Linked DNA regions of Gossypium hirsutum: region 2 is linked to region 1. The links are chromatin contacts, called in public Hi-C maps. All regions are on one chromosome and are shown on one strand. The core of a region is the stretch at or near the end of the contact, and the rest is flanking DNA. Distances in the headings are between cores, read along the strand shown.

What was found. Hi-C and Micro-C count contacts between places; a contact is called where the count stands out from the background.
Region 2: a Hi-C map of leaf shows a contact between it and region 1, with 4 times the contacts expected there. The contact joins the promoter of LOC107917957 here to the promoter of LOC121205059 in region 1. A contact is called at or near these places in 2 of 34 Hi-C or Micro-C datasets (both in leaf).

The regions. Positions count from the first base shown.
Region 1 is chrA01:21,897,641-21,903,086 of Gossypium_hirsutum_v2.1, reverse strand. LOC121205059 (BRISC and BRCA1-A complex member 2) reads right to left here and starts at 2,667. Exons shown (of 13, transcript XM_041075994.1): 1 at 2,328-2,667; 2 at 2,100-2,190; 3 at 1,823-2,012; 4 at 1,623-1,713; 5 at 1,011-1,046; 6 at 805-903; 7 at 529-659; 8 at 381-429; 9 at 216-305; 10 at 73-126. The coding sequence starts at 2,405.
Region 2 is chrA01:22,425,756-22,431,201 of Gossypium_hirsutum_v2.1, reverse strand. It overlaps LOC107917957 (filament-like plant protein 4), which reads left to right and starts at 2,024. Exons shown (of 6, transcript XM_016847403.2): 1 at 2,024-2,320; 2 at 3,610-3,756; 3 at 3,926-4,145; 4 at 4,247-5,446. The coding sequence starts at 3,631.

The sequences.
Region 1 (5,446 bases), core at 1,418-3,917:
ATCATGTTTATTGAAATAGTCCTCCATTGGTCTAAACAGAAAATGGTAGAATCAGCAATTATCTGATGGTACCAAGAAAACAAAGGATCCAGAGGAAGCAAGAAATGTTGCCTTTCTGCAAAAGACCTGCCAAGGAAAGCAATGAGAAACTAACAATCAATGTTAAATAAACTAATGCTTCATATAAAAAGATAAATGGCAAGACTAGTGCACACCGGATCAGCTTCCAAAGGTCTTCCAAACAATGGGGCTAATGCCTCTATGAAGTGTCTTCTTATGTCAATTAATGAAACAGCTTCCAGGACCTAGAGAACAATTACAGATCACTCCTACTCTTACACAAACTGAAAGCAAACCTAGATGACCAAAAAGGAGCCAACCTGTTTCTGAAGAGATTCTTCTAGATGAGGAAGATATTCAGCCATGCACCTTCAAATGAGAAGGTAAAAACCAACAGAGGTTTGTCAGCACAAGATGTGTCCATCTTTTAAGATATGCAACAAATGCAGGATGATTTACATAACTCACATTCCATCCAACCATGAAGGAAGCTTGACATCCTCGATTGTAAACAGAGCTCTCAGCTCAGTAGTTGACATCAATTTCAGACGAGGTGCTGAAGGAGTAGATGCATACTTTTTTCCAACGGGATATATTACCTGCAATATTACAAACTTCATTCAAGGTGGGGAAGAAATGGAGGACAGAAGAGAAGAAAGAATTTTAACAACAATAAAATTACATACAAGTTACTTTTTAAGAATTAGATTACACATAAATGAGAGGGAAAAGAAGGAAAGGTACCTGTAAGTATATCTTTTGTGGATGTCTCCAGGGGCACCCATGCACCATTTTGTTTATGTTCATATCCATTAGAGGCACAGCAAATTTGACCTCTTCTGGCTACGCTAAGATTCAAAGGCATATACACCATGGATTTAGTTAAAAACCAATTATGTTTTAAGCACACATAATCTACTTACAAAGATCATATTCCATAAAAGGAATACCTTTTCAGCACCTGAACTAATTTGCATCTCAATTCCCTGCAGCACAGTAAAGGAATCAGAAAAGAGAAAGGAGTTAAGGCACTAACCAATTAGTTCAGTTTACAGATACAAGCATCTCATAAAATGAAAGAGCTTCAATAGTGGAAAACAGTAAACTAAGTTTAAATACATGTGTAGACAAATTTGAATACATTCAGATTCAAATAATTATGGTTAAAAATTTTGTTCATTGACTCAATGACTTAACAGAGTCTAAAGAGGCTAAAAAGTTCAATATGCAACTATATGACGGCAAATTTTTATCTTTCAGTTCATACATACGGAAACAGACATGCACAAAATGCAGAAAGGAAATTAAGGATAAAGACGTATATTACGGCTAAATGTGTCATGAAAATGGTCAACATTTAAGGACAGACTTCGTGTGATTAAACAAACAAACATTGAGAAAAATGGTAAAGGAAATGTCTCTGAATTTGCACATTTCCTCATTCGTTACTTTAACCTCAACTAATATCTATAAAAGAATCACAATTCAGGTTAAGAAAACAACACAGCAGGATTTTCAAAACATTCTCCATCAGAAACCAAACACAAATGCCAAGAGATTACCTCTCGTGAACAAATAGTGCTAATCTCAAATGTCAACCTATCATCATCCACTTCTCCAACACGTTTCTTCTGGTAGGCCATATACCGGTCCCTATTTAACAAGAAAATAACATGAACATTTTGGCTATCTTTCCCCCCACAACCATAAAAGATTTTGATTTCCATTGCAATAGCAAGTGTCAGTAAACATCAAGCCTAACCTCAATTCCTGAATTAAAGCTAGTAGCCTTGTCGGGTCTTTATAGTTCCAATCAGACAAAATGTTCCAAAACTTCAAGTCCCCCTCTCCTACACGGCCAGTCATGTGTAATGGGTGAAAATCTTCATCTTCAGGTCCAAATATTATATCCGGTGGAGCCAATGGGAACTCCGCATTGTATATAATATCCCCTGGATCAATGTAAACAAAAATATCATCTAAATAGAAAGCAGTTTTACTGATAAATCTTACATTTTGCAATTAAAAATCTTACAGACATTTAATATAGTCTAAGCAATATGGAATAAGCAATGTAAATCGATCTAGGCCCCCGGTGTAGGTTTTTCCACCAGACAACACTTGCTCAACCTGCAAATCAAAATTACAAGAGAAATTGAAACTTTCGTTACTGTTAAAACGGAACCCTAGCTCTTCATCGAACTAATGTCGTTGATTGAAATGGGCAATTTGAAGATATGGGGGGGTATAGGGTTAGACAGAATTACCTTGATTTTGTCGGGAAAGTGATTGATGAGATAATGGAGCTGAGCTGAAATGAATGGAGGGAAGCCATCGAGAGACATGCCTAGCTCCTTTAACAGGCTCAAAGAGATCACTTCGATGCTTCTTGCTTTGATGAAGCTTAAAGCCGATGATTTTACGGCGACGGGTTTTGAATTACGCGCCGGCAATCAACTGGTCGACCAATAAAGAAAAAAAAAAGGGAGTGACCAGTGAATCACCACCGTTTATGTTTCAGTACTTTTTAAGTTATAAGTTTAAGAATATGATGACAACGGGCATCCTCTTATCAGCCACACTGACCCGGTATTACCCGACTATGGTGAAAGTTTGTATTTCGCTTGCATCATATTTAAACTATACTCATTTTTCTTAAATTCTACTTCTGTTTCTTTTTTTTTTATAAATAGTATTTAAATTATACTCCATTACTCAAAATAGTATGTTGTGCGGAAGCGTGTAAAAGAGTAAAATTATTGTACTAAAAAATCACACTAAGTTCAATTCCCAGGAAAGAGAGGTGGATCACAAGGATCGCTTAAGTATCAGGTCTTTCCTAGCCAGAATATCCCTCAATCGTAATTTAATAGCACAATAAATCACTGCAATCACACACAATTCATGCAGAATAATACAATAAAGAACACAAAATTTAACGAGGTTCAGCAAATTTTGCCTACGTCCTCGGGCACTACCAAATATATTTCACTCCAAAATACAAGTGAGAATTTACAAAGAGAGAGAGAGAAAACAATGCCTTAAGTAGAGAATGGCAAGTTTGAGATACAAAATGAGAGATGGTTATGCCTATTTATAGTTGAGGTTCAGGGATCAACTTGCAAAGTCACTTTACAATTAGGGACCATATATTGCAAATATTCAGATTTTATTATGCTAATATCTCGATACCCATATCTTTGACTTTCCAATATTTGATACCCATATCTTTGACTTTCTATTATTTGATACCCATATCTTTGATTTTCCATAAATATGGATAATTCCCAATAATCTCCACCTTGAAGATTTGATTCGAGTAATCTTATTTTCACACAATTCTCTCTGCCTTTGTCAACAACACTTGATAGTGCCTTCTTCAACTGTTAAACATGCAGAATATTGATCAAGTTCAAACAATGTTCGAACTTGATTGTTGTTACCACCTTGGTCATCATATCTGCGGGATTATCTGCAGTCTTAATCTTCTGAAGGTGAATTTTCCCCTCATCAATAATTTCCCGCACAAAGTGGAAACGTACATCGATATGCTTTGTACGTGCATGATAGACTTGATTCTTTGCTAAATGAATAGCACTTTGACTATCACAATACACATTAATATGCTCCTGGACCAATCCCAAGGTTTTAACCATACCTTGTAACCAAATAGCTTCCTTTACAGCCTCTGTTACAGCCATGTATTCAGCTTCTGTGGTTGACAACGCAACTGTAGACTGCAGTGTAGACTTCCAACTTATTGGTCCTCCAGCAAGAGTAAACACATAACCAGTGGTTGATCTTCGTTTGTCCAAATCACCGGCATAATCAGAATCAACGTACCCAACAACACCTTTACCAAGTGTAGTATCCTGCTTGAACAGTAATCCAATATCCATGGTCTTATGAATATACCGTAGAATCCATTTCACAGCTTGCCAATGTCCTTTTCCAGGATTATGCATATACCTGCTCACTATACTAACTGCCTGTGAAATGTCGGGTCTTGTACACACCATTGCATACATCAAGTTACCTACTGCATTAGAATACGGAACTTGTAACATGTATTCTTGTTCCGTATTTGTCGAAGGAGATAGTTGTGCAGAAAGCTTGAAATGAGAAGCCAACGGGGTACTTACAGCTTTAGTCTGCTCATTCATGCCAAACTTCTGTAGTATCTTCTTTAAATATTGCTTCTGAGATAAACTAACTCTGCCATGAGCTCTATCCCTACATATTTCCATGCCAAGGATCTTCTTAGCTTCACCTAGATCTTTCATCTCAAACTCAAGGTTGAGTTGAGTCTTCAATCTCTCAATTTCAACTTTACTCTTAGATGCTATCAACATATCATCAACATATAAGAGCAAGTATACGAAAAATCCTTCTTGTAGCTTCTGAAAATACACGTAATGATCAAATTTACTTCTTGTATACCTTTGCCCTTTCATGAACTGATCAAATCGCTTGTACCACTGCCTTGGAGATTGTTTCAATCCATAAAGTGACTTTGTCAGTTTGCAAACCCAATTTTCTTTATCAGCAACCTTGAATCCATCTGGCTGAGTCATATAGATTTCCTCTTCCAAATCACTGTGTAAAAATACGGTCTTCACATCGAGCTGAACTAGTTCAAGATCATATTGCGCAACCAAGGCTAGCAAAATCCGAATAGACGAATGCTTCACAATTGGAGAAAATACTTCATTGTAGTCTATTCCTTCTTTCTGAGCGTAACCCTTTGCTACCAATCTAGCCTTGTATCGAACTTCATTTTTATCAGGAAATCCTTCCTTCTTTGCATATACCCATTTGCATCCAATTGCCTTCTTTCCTTTAGGTAGTGTCACCAACTCCCAAGTCCTATTTTTATGAAGAGACTGCATTTCTTCATTCATAGCTTGCTTCCACTTTACACTATCAGAGTTACTTCTTGCTTCTGTGTAAGTAGAAGGAACATCATCATCTGCAATTGGAAGTGCATAGGCCACCATATCATCAAAGCGAGCAGGCATACGAATCTCTCTTCTTGGCCTTCTATATACAATTGAATCATGTTGTTGTAGAAGTTCTTGGGTCGAAACTTCTTCATCATTTGTTCCTTCAATATTAGCTGGATCATCATTAACCTTTTCAAGCTCCACCTGCTGCAAAGTGCCACTGGTTGTGTTATCCTTTTGTGAATCATTGTTCTTCATCATGGTTGATTCATCAAAAGTCACATCTCTATTGAAAATTATTTTCCTTGTATCAGGACACCAGAGACGGTATCCTTTTACTCCACCAGTTATACCCATGAATAATGCTTTCTTTGCTCTTGGGTCTAACTTAGATTCTTTTACATGATAATATGCAGTGGAACCAAAAATATGTAAAGAATCAT
Region 2 (5,446 bases), core at 775-3,274, 530 kb before region 1:
AATGGAAACTTTGGAGCACTTGTTTTTGGCTGTGATTGGGTGAGGGGTGTATGGTTTGAGGCTTACAGTGGACTTAGAATTAACAAAGGAGATGTGGACGATGTTGTTTGCTAGTTTGTAGAAATAATGAAGTCCATTAGGGATGAAGAGTTGAAAATTAGAATAATCCTTACCTAGTGGATGATATGGAAGATGCGTTGTGAGATGATGATGCAAGGGGCTAGAATAAATGCTAAGAGGACTATTTGCAAGAAAGAAGTGGTAGCTATGGAGATCCTAGAGATTGGGTATAATGGGATGTCTTCTAATCTGAATGAAAATCAATGTAATGATGAGGTTAATTAGCAAAAACCAGAGCAAGGTTGGGTTAAGACAAATGTTGATGGTTTATTAGATCTAAAGACTAAACAAGTTGGTGTTGGAGTCATTGCAAGGGGTTTTCATGGCAAGTTGCTTGGCAGGCAAGGGTGAGTATGATTGCAATGTCACCTAATTAAGGTAATGGTCGTTCTTATTTTGGTCCACTCTTAATTTTTTTTGTTAATTTGATCATAGCCAAAAAAAAAATTGATCAAATTTGTCACTCCACCCTTAAAATAATAATGGAAGACTAATGTATTTTTTAGTGTCTAAAATAATAACAATGTCTATTTAAAATATTTAACAGATAATTTATCCTAATTTTAAAATGACGAAAATGAGAACCACTCTAATTTAAAAGAACTAAAATAAGAAATGCACATTAACATTCTATTAAGAAATACGCAATCAACATTCTATTACTATTTAATGAACTTCTATTTAGCATGACTGAGGAAGTAATTTAATCTAGCAAAACAGAAATTAGTGATGGATGTAAAGCAAAGATTAGAGAGCAGGATAAAACCAAATTCAGTAGACAACAAAATCCTGCAATTGGGGTCGAAAATCACTAACATTAAATTACATGTCCCGAATACCAACGGACTGAAGCAATTTCAATGGTGGAGATGCGGTTACACATGGCAATAGATGCAGCGACGGAGCATGGTAGCAGGCAATATTTGATTAAAACAAATCCTCATTAGCTGTAACGAGTAGTGACGGCGGTCCTAAGTCGTAACATTTACAGTACGCCAAAATCGCACATAGAAACATAGCTTTCCAAAATATCGTTTACAGCCCAGCAGTTGCTCTACCACAGTGAGTATATAGCTATGCCAAAATGTATTAAATTTGATTTAAAAACATAATATATTTAAATTATTAATATAAATTACAAACTTATTAAAATTATATTAATATATAAAATAATTATAACATGAAAAAGGTATAACAATGAATTGCCAAAATTCATTTCTCATTTTTAATTTTTTTAACATAATAATTCATTTGGTCTTCTAATTTTATAAATAAGGTTATTTTAATTTTCTATTTTAATTTTTATCTTTTTTTAATCTTTAAATTTACGTTGTTTGTTAAACTATTAAAAAATAGATGAAAAATTAATATTTGTTAATTTTATTGATGTGGTAGATATGTGGGTTGTAACATAGATGTCATGCCTACAATTAATTAATTATTTAAAATTTAAAAAATTAAAAAAATAATTAATTACTGACGTACATGTTAATTGTTAAGATAACATGCATGTGGGTTGCCATGTGTATAGTGAGTAAAGTTAACAAATGTTAAAATTTTCAATTATTTTGAAATGATTTGATAAATAATATAAATTTAAAAAATTTAATTGAAACCTAAAATGACTTTTTTTATAAAATTAGAGAATAAAAATATTTAGTGCTCAAATTATCTAAAACAATATACATAAAATAGTGGTTCATATTTTTATCATATGTTTAAGAATAAATAAGATAATGCCATTATGTAGGCTATGAATATATTAAATATAAACCTTAAATGAGAATTTAAGATATAAATATGATTAAAAATAAAAGGTTTATAGATGGAAAGTCCTAAAATCTAATATGAGTTGAGGGAATTTACCATATATATATATGTGTGTATACGTACGTGTATATGTAACTAACACTGGCCTGTAATTAATGAACAAAAACAAAAAACAGTGGCCTTTAATTTTTATTTGCAGAAAACTATTAATAATCTCAAAGCCGAACTGGTTTTGTAACTTTTGCTTTATTGCCCCAACGCCACCACCACGGTCCCACTCTCTCCTCCTCCGCCATTGCCACCACTTCTTTCACTTCCTCAAAACACTGAAACCAATAACCAAAAAACCCACAAATTTGGATCTTAACTTTAAATCTCAAACAACACTCTTTTGTTTATACTGTACAAACTTTCATTTCTGATTCTCAAGGTAAGTCAAGTTTATGAAATAATGCGAGTTCTAAAATGCTTCTTTCTTTCGTTCTTTCTTTTTTTTTTTTTAACTTTTCATTTGCTTGTTTGTTTGGTTTAAGCATAAAGGTTGATGGTGAAAGCACAGTTGTAGTGCGTAGTGAGTAAAAATGGAAAACTTATGTTTTTCCCTCTGCCCTTAGTTTTTGTTTCTTTCTGGTTTCTTTTAATTGCAAGACAAATAGATGTCAGGTTTTATGCAGACTAAAATGTTTCATTTGAGATGCTTTTTTTTTGTCGGTGAAGTTTCAATTTCTTGTTTTGCCTGATATGAAGCGAGCTTTTGATTCTAAGATCTTTTGCTTTTTGATTAGATCTTCTTTTTGCATTTCAACTGAAGCCATTGATGAACTTGGTTTTGCTCTGATTCGATTCACAACACTTTGAAACACTGACGATCTTACTTGTTTCTATCTAAAACCATGGCGTTTATATTTATGTTGTACGATAATGAATGGATGTCACACGGTGCCTTTTTTTTTCTTCTTCTTCCCTTTTCAGTTCTAAATTGATGGCTTGTCTTTTTCTTTCACGTTATTTTCAGTCCCAAATTACCACAAATACCAAACTCCTGCTGCTTCTTCATTCTAGTAGTACAATCTGCTTTGTAATTTCTCAACCTTGGAAACCTTTTTTTACCCCCTCACATGATGCTCTGTTTGGTAGCTGAGAAAATGTAGTATAAAAGAGAAGAGCACCTTGATTTCTGACAGCTGTCTAATAATTTGATTTGGTCAAAGTAAATTCTAATAAAAATATTAAACTTTCTTCTTAGCATTCTTGGTGGCTATTAATAGTTTGGTGAATATCCACCAAAACATTATTCCATCATGCAATGTTAAAGAAATCTACCTAACCTGATGATCCTCATTCTTAATTTTTTCTATTTCTCAGTGAATTACTAAGATTTGCATTATCTTTGGGAGGATTTATTTGAACTCTTGAGTGGTTTCGATACCAAATATGTAAGGCAGTTAGCTTTTGGTATCATAGAACATGTTTCTGTTTATAGTCTTTGAATACGGTTTAAGAAAATTGAACTTGGTTTGAAATTGTTTTCATTTCGATTAGAAAAAGAGTGTCAGAAACTTATCTGAGAGTAATACGGCCTAAATAGGTTGGTTGCAGCGTGTATCCTTAGTCATATACTATGATTTTTGGATTGGAGGGAGGCTGTGATGTTCAGTTTCCTTTTCTTTTGCAGTATATATATTTTTCTTGACAAATTATTTGGTCTTCTTGACATAGGCTATAAAGGGGTTTCAAGTAATGGACCGCCGTTGGCCTTGGAAGAAAAAATCATCTGATAAAGCTGATAAAGATGCTGCTGCTGCTGCCGCCGAAGCAGATGCCGCCGCTGCTGCTTTAGCTTCAGCTGCATCTCAAAATGATCAGGTAAATCTTGTTTATGTAACTAAACCACATCGGAAAATTGGTGTTTATTTTCTCAACATTCTACATTTCTATGCCCTTGCACATTATCTCAGCTGGAGCAGAGATTTATATCTGCTTATCATCTAAATTATTGAGCTGTTTTATCAGATAATGATTTTGTGTTGAACAGAATACTTACAAAAAACCCAAGTATGTTCAAATTTCCATGGAATCATATTCACATCTCACTGGTTTGGAGAATCAAGTGAAAATATACGAGGAACAAGTCCAGACATTGGAGAATGAGATTAAGCACTTGAATGAAAAGCTCTCTGCTGCCAATTCAGAGATTAGTGGCAAGGAAGACCTGGTGAAACAGCACACTAAAGTTGCAGAAGAAGCAGTCTCGGGTTAGTCTATGCTCAAATGTTCAGTCTAATATAAGAGTAAAGTTCCTGTAGCTAAACTTGGTCCAATTTTTTCTCACTCTCTGCTGTTGAATTTGCTGTAGGTTGGGAAAAGGCTGAAGCAGAGGCCTTGGCCTTGAAAAATCATCTGGAATCTGTTACCCTTTTGAAGCTCACTGCTGAAGATAGGGCATCGCATTTGGATGGTGCTCTTAAAGAGTGCATGCGGCAAATCCGAAATCTGAAGGAAGAACATGAGCAGAAGTTGCAAGATTTGGCTGTTAGCAAAAACAAGCAATGTGAAAAGATTAAGCTTGAGCTCGAAGCAAAGATAGCTTATTTAGACCAAGAGCTCTGTAAGTCTGCGGCTGAAAATGATGCAATTTCTAGGTCTTTGCAAGAACGTTCTAACATGCTGGTCAAGATTACTGAAGAAAAATCTCAAGCTGAGACCCAGATTGAGTGTTTGAAGGGTAACATCGAATCATGTGAAAGGGAAATCAATTCACTGAAATATGAGATTCATGTAGTTTCCAAAGAGCTCGAAATTCGCAATGAAGAAAGGAACATGAGCATGAGAACTGCAGAAGCAGCTAACAAGCAGCATATGGAGGGTGTAAAAAAGATAGCAAAGCTAGAAGCAGAGTGCCAAAGACTGCGTGGTCTTGTGAGGAAAAAGTTGCCTGGTCCTGCTGCACTTGCCCAAATGAAGCTAGAGGTTGAGAGTTTAGGCCGGGATTATGGAGATACTCGATTAAAAAGGTCTCCCGTCCGGCCTTCTACTCCACACACACCTGCTGTCACTGACTTTTCCCTTGACAATGCACAGAAATTCCATAAAGAGAATGAGTTTCTCACTGAACGATTATTAGCAATGGAAGAAGAAACAAAGATGCTGAAAGAAGCTTTGGCAAAGCGTAACAGTGAACTACTGGCTTCTAGGAATCTGTGTGCTAAGACATCTAGCAAGCTTCAAACTTTAGAAGCACAACTTGCCATCAGCAACCAGCAAAGAAGCCCCTCAAAAGCTAGCAATTCACCAAGTGTGACTTCTGTGTCTGAAGATGGAATTGATGATGAAAAAAGTTGTGCCGACTCATGGGCAACTGGTATGATCTCCGAGCTCTCTCAATTCAAAAAGGAAAAGAGCATTGAAAAGTTGAATAAAACTGAAAATGTGAAGCACCTGCATCTTATGGACGACTTTCTTGAGATGGAGAAGTTGGCGTGTTCTTCAAATGATTCAACTGCAAATGGTGCAATCACTAATGCAGGTTGTACAAACAATAAATCACCCGAAGCTG